Linked DNA regions of Mus musculus: region 1 is linked to region 2. The links are chromatin contacts, called in public HiChIP or PLAC-seq maps. All regions are on one chromosome and are shown on one strand. Each heading gives the region's core, a stretch centred on a gene start, on an enhancer-like site or on the middle of the called end of the contact. The rest is flanking DNA. Distances are from core to core; before and after follow the strand shown.

What was found. HiChIP or PLAC-seq counts read pairs in DNA pulled down with a chosen protein or histone mark.
Region 1: an H3K27ac HiChIP or PLAC-seq map of the HPC-7 cell line shows a contact between it and region 2, with 6 times the contacts expected there. The contact joins two enhancer-like sites. A contact is called at or near these places in 6 of 39 promoter capture datasets (the HPC-7 cell line, cranial neural crest, macrophages and 3 more), 1 of 484 Hi-C or Micro-C datasets (nephron progenitors), 3 of 115 datasets of contacts at active chromatin or transcription factors (the HPC-7 cell line, embryonic stem cells and pancreatic cancer cells) and 2 of 9 other capture datasets (adipose tissue and pancreatic islet).

The regions. Positions count from the first base shown.
Region 1 is chr1:171,746,326-171,749,909 of GRCm38.p6, forward strand. No RefSeq gene overlaps it. Among named protein-coding and RNA genes, the nearest start is that of Gm22950, 15 kb to the left of the region's middle. Within about 2 kb of position 1,801, at least 7 of the 459 cell types and tissues checked have an H3K27ac peak or open chromatin away from gene starts, as enhancers often do. A contact at or near this core is called in the HPC-7 cell line, where this site is marked.
Region 2 is chr1:171,549,899-171,553,523 of GRCm38.p6, forward strand. No RefSeq gene overlaps it. Among named protein-coding and RNA genes, the nearest start is that of Cd244a, 7.5 kb to the right of the region's middle. Within about 2 kb of position 1,678, at least 75 of the 459 cell types and tissues checked have an H3K27ac peak or open chromatin away from gene starts, as enhancers often do. A contact at or near this core is called in the HPC-7 cell line, where this site is marked.

The DNA.
Region 1 (3,584 bases), core at 551-3,050, 200 kb after region 2:
AGGGAGAGGAACTTGGGGACTGGAACGAGGAGAGGAAAGAGGAGAGGGAAAGGAAACAGAGCGTTCCAGAATAGTATGCTAGCAGGGTTGTCTGGAATGTACACATAGAATGCTTAAAGTGGAGCAATGGCTTTCTGCATGCTGGAGCGGCTGAGAACCCATGAGGCTGTCCCAGCCTCTTATTGATGTCCTGGATTGTCCTAGTTGTCTGTCTGTATTGGAAGACTGAAGAAGCTGGAGTCAGGTGTTAGTGGAGGACAGTGAAAGCAACTAGGAGAATAGACACAAGCAGGAAGCCGTGCTAGGCCAATCAGCATGCACCAGGATATTTTATTGAATCACCCACTAAACGGTCCCATCCACTCCAGGCAAGTGTCTTTTTGTGAGTGTTACAGCTCTGAGGGGAAAGGTTTCCCCAATGCAAGTCTTATAGCTCTGAAGGGAAAGTTGTCCTGGAAGGTGGGAGTCAAGGAACACCACCAAGTCACATTGCACAACAAACCTCATGCAAGAAACTTACTGGGAAAGACAATGGCTGCCTCTGCTCCTTTGAGAAGCAGGAGGGAACTGAGCTGGAGGCAGGCTTTATACAGGGTTTCTTGGCAGCAGTTTTCCAGGATAAGGATTTCCAGGATTGGTGGGGTTTCAAGTCCTGAGCTTGGGGTGAGCCCAGGAATTGGTGGGATTTCAAGATCAGGGATTGGTGGGATTTTGAACTCGGGATTTGGTGGGTTTTCAAACCTGGACATAAGCTCAGACGTTTTTTTTTTTTTACCCTACACTTTTTCTTTCAGTTTTTAATTCCTGAAAACGCCCCAGATATTGGCCCCAAGGGTTGGTTGATTCTGGAATCCCATCAAGATGACAGTCAAGATTAACCACTACAATTAGCAAATAGACCAGGGCTATAAACTGGTGGTGTTGTAGTTCTGTCCATCTCTTTACCTTCTAAAGAGCAGGAGCACCTCTCTTAGCCTTGCTATCTCTGACGAAGAACAGGGACATGGAGCAGAAGGACCTTTCTAAAGCAGAAGTTTACTGACCACACCGTCATGCTCCTTAGAGCGCCCAAGCTTCCGACAACACCTTGCATGACTTGGTTTCTGTGGATTTCTCCTTTCTCATTTCTAGCTTAACCCTCCCGCCCCCCTTCCCCAGCTCTTCACCAAATGCTGCAACTTTTCTGCATTTGCAACTCCTCAGAAATACCCTGCGCCTTTGTTCAAACTTTTGCACTTCTTGGAACCCGCCTCCTCCTCATTGATCCAATAAACTCTTACTCATTTGTTAAGACTCAAAGCAATTGTTCTCCAAAGCCAAGATACATTTCTGAGAAGAGACTCACTTTCCCTCACACATTGACCCTTTAGACCTATGATGTGACAGAGAGGAGTGTTGTAGAGAAGCTTGGGAAATCAACAGGGAAGCCCACAAAATTTACATTTCTCTATGCTTTCTTCCATCTTGGAAAACCATCACAGAGAAGTGGCTTTCCCGAGGCCTCTTGATTAGTTAGCGGCAGAGTTGACACTGTAGGTCCAGGATAACGCCTGCCTTTACTGATGCAACATTGGGCATCCCCTGCCAATCAGAAGAATCTCCTGAATTCTCTTAGATCCTAGAACTTTCCAGGCCTTGAGAGGATGACAAGACAGGCAGGTTCACTGGCTTCTAGAGAAAGCACCAGCAACGGTTCTTTGATCTCCAGGTTTATACCTAATGCTTGGAATGGTACCAGAAACCTCTAGAGGTTGCATACCATAGACTCTATGCCATAGAAGATGAGGCATGGGCTCTGGAGTCAGACAATTTGGGGTTTATGTTCCAAAATTACCATTTACTAATTGTAGAACTCTAGGAAGAATGAACATTCCTTGTGTGAAAAATATGTAGATGATCTTTCTATGGGTATCAAGGGAGAAAATTGCACTCAATCATGCCACACAAGGTCAAGCATACAGTGAGGGCTTAACTAGTGTGTTATCTTCTTCTGTTCCAGACTGCTACTTTCCTTCTTCCTCATTTAGGACTTTAAAGTGTCTAACTCAAGATAAGAGCTCTTAGTTCAAGTTCCTTCAAGTGTAAAATAAGATAATTGATTACATGATTTCAATACCCAAATATTTTAATGTTTGCTTTCATTCGTCTTCTCAATTGAATCAGAGGATTTAGCACAAAATCTTCCCATGGTTGTGACCTGAGCAACAGGTTTTGCTTAGAGGAAGTGGAGGGGGGTAAAATGCAAATGTTGGTGGCTAAATTGGATTTCCCTGGGTCTGATGACTTCCAAGATGCCTCTAAAATATAATTTCAGTGATGATGTTTATAGAAGGGATCAACCTTACCCCCAAATAATAAGTAGAATTAGTATGTTCAACAAACACATTTAGCAACATTGTATCTCATTCACTGTTACATCGGGAAGCATAAAGATAAATAGAAAAAAGGAGAGAGAAAGAAAAAAAAAAAGGAACTTAACCAGGAGTTGGGTGCACTGACTTCAACCCAAGAGATCTGGTTTCTGGTCACATCTTTGTAAAAACTCACTTCATGGTAAGTCCCTTAAAGGTGTTAGCCTTTAAGTCGAGCTTTTCTCAGAGTGAGGTGAGAGAGCTAAAATAGGTGACTTCTAAGATTGTTTTAATTTTGAGTTTTGTTTCTAGATTATTCTCTTACAGTCGGTATATGTACTCAAATATTTCCTGGAATCTTCCATTTAGATGAACTGTAAATATTTCAACCAAACATTTCTCAAACTGACAACTCACCTTATGTTCCTTGCTCCCAATTATGCCCCAAAGTTTTTTCTACTTCTAGGTTTGCAGGAGACTAAACCTCACAGCTAAATGTCATAGTGTCCCTCATGTCCAGCATTCAAATAGACATCAAATTCTGCTGTCAGGTCCAAAAGAATCTTCAATTCCACAAACTCCTAGAGGCAGTCCAACTATCTGGACATGAACTGAACCCGTACTAGGAGGATTTCTGATAGTTAAATAAAAGCCACCATTCCTCAGGATCTTTCAAAGCTTGTTCCCATCAGCCAAAAGAAAGAGTCATTTCCCTTACCTCTGGCAAAAGGGACACGTGGTTCTTTAATTAACATATACTGTTAGCGTCTATCAGAATATGAAGGTCCATGCTGGCTTCCAGGATCCCCCAGTCCTTACTCACAAGCATTTGTTATACATTTCAAAGCCCCCACACTAGTGTTCTGACCTTCCCCTCCTCCAGCTACTCATTCTGCTTACAACCTTGCTATTTTCACTGTTTTCTGTATGTTCTGCTCCTGCTTCTCTCACGATGCTCTCTATTCTCTATGCTCTCTCTATTCTCTATGCTCCCTCTATCCTCTATGCTCTCTCTACTCTATCCCCTACTCTTCCTCCCTCTCTTGTAGATAGCCCTGGCAATGTCCAGTCTGCTGGCCATGTTCATGCTATTTCTTTCTCTTTCTGCTCTGCTCTCTTCTATCTGCATCTGGATATTTTCTCCCTTTTATATACAATAAAAGCTTTTGCCTTAACCATACCATGGAGAGGTTGTGTCTGCCGTTTCTCTACTGTGCTTCCCTGTGTACACCT
Region 2 (3,625 bases), core at 428-2,927:
TTAAGGTTTATTTATTATTATATGTAAGTACACGGTAGCTGTCTTTAAACACACAAGAAGAGGGTGTCAGATCTCAGTACAGATGGTTGTGAGCCACTATGTGGTTGCTGGGATTTGATCTCAGGACCCTTAGAAGAGCAGTCAATGCTCTTACTCACTGAGCTATCTTTCCAGTTCCCTGGTTGCTTGTTTTTTTGTTGTTGTTGTTTTTTTGTTTTTTTGTTTTGGATAGGTTTTCATTATATAACTAATTTCTATCCTCTCAAATACTTGGTGTCATCAGACTTCATTATTTTTGCCAATTAAATGTTCTTAATTTGCATATCTCTAATCTTTAGGGAGACTGAATCTTTCTGTGTCTGAATGTGTATGTGTGTGTGTGTGTGTGTGTGTAGCATATACATATGTTATTCTCTTTAGGCTAACCTAGAACTTGTTGTATAGACATGGCTGGCCTTGAACTTGCCTTTGTCTCCTGAGTGCCTGAAAGAACCTAGTGGGGAAACCCCCACTCAACTCCTGATTCGGCATGCACCCAAGAATCAAGAACAAACAGAGCATCTTGATGTAAATACATGAGGTAGTTTAATGGCTCCGGGTTGAAATGTGTCTCATGCAGGAGACAGTGGATTCGACCAGGAGGCTTGCAAGCTAGGGGTTTTTATAGAAAAGGGGCTGGGGGAGGAATTGGTGAGGTTTCACATGATTGGTTCATTTAAACATCAGCAGACTATACATGCAGATAACATTTAACTTAGGTCAGAAGGGTGGGAGATAGGGAGGCACCGGGCCAGTCTGGCCATGTCATTCTCTTTATCTTTATGGCTAAGCAGCCTCAGGAATGTCTTAACGACGGGCCTGCCCGGGCATGTCCTGGCCTGTTCTGCTATGTTCTCAGTTTCAACCTGGGCTATTTGACATAAATTACATGACTCACAGGAATCAAGTTTTATTTTCTTTCATGCCAAGATTACATCTAACAGCTGCTAATATATATATATATTTTTTTTTGAATGAGCTCTTTTACTAAAAAAGTCACCTGGTTCTTCTATGAATGACTTTGGTTTATCAGAGAGATTCACTGTAAATTCCACGTAATTCTGATGACCCAGAGAGCTAAGTTTGAAAAAATCTCTTGGCAACAAAAATACACTAAATGCATTTAAAGAAATGTTGACACACACTTAGAATCATAGAGTAGAGAAAGGGAGTCATCTCCTCACCTTACCTTGAACCTTCAAGAAAGCAGGAGGTACAAATGTGCAGACAGTGGGGGGGGGGGAAGGTATAGATATGAGAGGCAGAGATGAGGCTTTACAGATCCAGGGAAGGGACTAGGACTCAAGACCTCATCGTTGGGCTTATATAGGCTGGAAAGGAGTCTCCAAATGTAAACATGAGGCATCCAAAGTCTCTGATCAGGATTTATAAATCTGTGAGTGCTGTTGCTCTGCCCAGAAGGGAAGGAAGGCAGGAAGGAAGCCCTGGCGGAGAGCTGAGCAAGGGGAGGTAACGGTCTTCACAGATGTGCTATGGTTCATGATCAGAGGCAGCTGGAAGGACAAGACGTGCCAGAAAACACGGAGAACTGCTCATCAAAATGAAGTGGAAAGGTGGCAGTGGAGCAATGATGGGACAGAAAAGAGGAACCCAGCGGTACAGGAAGAAGAAGTGAGATCTAGTCTCTTAATTGTTTATGATCTTGTGTGGGCGTTTAGACACACCTTGGGTGGTGCTCTGGGCAGCTTGCAGTCAGGGAATCTGTCAGCTCTGTTATGGATTTTACAAGAGAGAGAAGCAAAAACACGAAACAGAGTTAAATCTTCCAGAAGGTAGCTGCATTGTGTAAAGTCGGTTTCATTTATGGTCAACTGTGACTGTCCCTCATTACAATGATCTAAGTCGATGGTTTGTAGGGGACGATGATACTGAACTCTGGTTGTGTGTACGTGTGTTTTAGGGCTCTGGGGAGGCACAGTGGAAAGAGCTGAAGGGAACAAGGGCCCATACAAGTTACTTTATTATTAAAACTTCACTTGTTCAATTATACTTAGAACTTTGAAAGTCCATATAATTTACAAAGCAGGCAATCAAGTACCCAGAAGTCAGTGTGTGTGTGTTGTATATGTGTGGATCTTTGAAAGTGCTTTGGTATATTAATAATATGTCAATCTCAGAATATAGAAACTTGAGAATATGATGTTACTAAATCAAATTTGAGTCCATAAAGTATAAGAGTACAAATGTGTAAAACAAATTTATATTTGTCTTATTTATTTTTAAAGTTACGTTTTTGGTGTGTGGGCGTACTAAGGCTTGTGAGTAAAGGTCGGATTTCAACTTAGTGGCTCCTAGAATCAAACTCAGGTAACTCGGCTTGGAGGCAGCAGTCTTGACCTGAAGAGCCATCTCTCCAGCTACTTTATTGTCTTTAACCTGTACAAGGTACTTTATTGATACATTTTTTCTTGACATTTGACACAGGTCTTTTATTCGACTTTTGTGTGATTCTAACATACAGCTATTCATCTCATTTTTACCCCATGCTGCTAGTGCCATCCATGGATCATGAGTTCTGAATATTCAGGGCTGCTTCTTGGCTGGAGCTAGGAGTGGCAAGTTTCCCAGGTCAGAATTCTAAGATGAGCCATGCTGTGAGCTGCACTCTGTGTTTCCCTCCCAGGTGCAGGCACAGGCACAGGCAGAGATGCTCCCAGGATTAGTGCTCCCAGGCCCAGATGCAGTTGCTCTAGGCTACTTGCTGCCCCAAGTATTGCTTGAAGACACTCTGTTTTGATAGAACCTAGTGGGGAACCCCACACTCAATTCCTGATTCGGCGGGCACCCAAAGAATCACGAAAAGGCCTTGATGTAATTACATGAGGTCGTTTAATGACAGAGCTCCGGACCGACATGCATCCCCCACAGGAGATAATGGATATCGGCCACGAGGCTAGGAAGCTAGGGGTTTTTATGGGTTAAGGGGCTTAGGGGTGTGGAATTCAGCATAGCAATACACTATTGGCTTATTCAAACATCAGCAGAAAAATTACATGTACGTGCAGGGTGTCAGAGTTCTGTGAGTTGTTGACTCAGTTTAGATAGCCCTGTTATGTCCTCACATTCCTCTTTATCTTTAAGATTAAGCTGTTCCCAGGAATGTTTTAACTATGGGGCATACTCGGGTTTGTTTTTCTTTTTTCTTAGCCCCAGGCAGCTTCTAGGCTCACAAACAACCAGCAATTTCTGAGCACTTTATATGACTTACAGGTTTTGAAATTTCATTTCTTTCAGTTTCACCTTCCTTATGAGACAGTTACATTCCTTTAACCTGGAGCTAAAAGTCACTGTGGGAAGAGAGGTTCCCAAGCATTCAAGAGTAGCGCAGCCTTGATGAGCAGAGACTGTGTATGGTTTTAGAGCTTTATTATAGAAAGGCAGGGGGAAAGAGAGAAGGCAGAAGAGAGAGAGAGAGAGAGAGAGAGAGAGAGAGAGAGAGAGAGAGAGAGAGAGAGAGAGAGGAAAGGCTAGAGAGAAAGAGAGAGTAAGAGGGAGAGAGTGAGAGGAGAGGAGAGTAAGAGCAAGAGAACAAACCTTTTAAAGTGAGCTGCTATCTTTTCTGTTG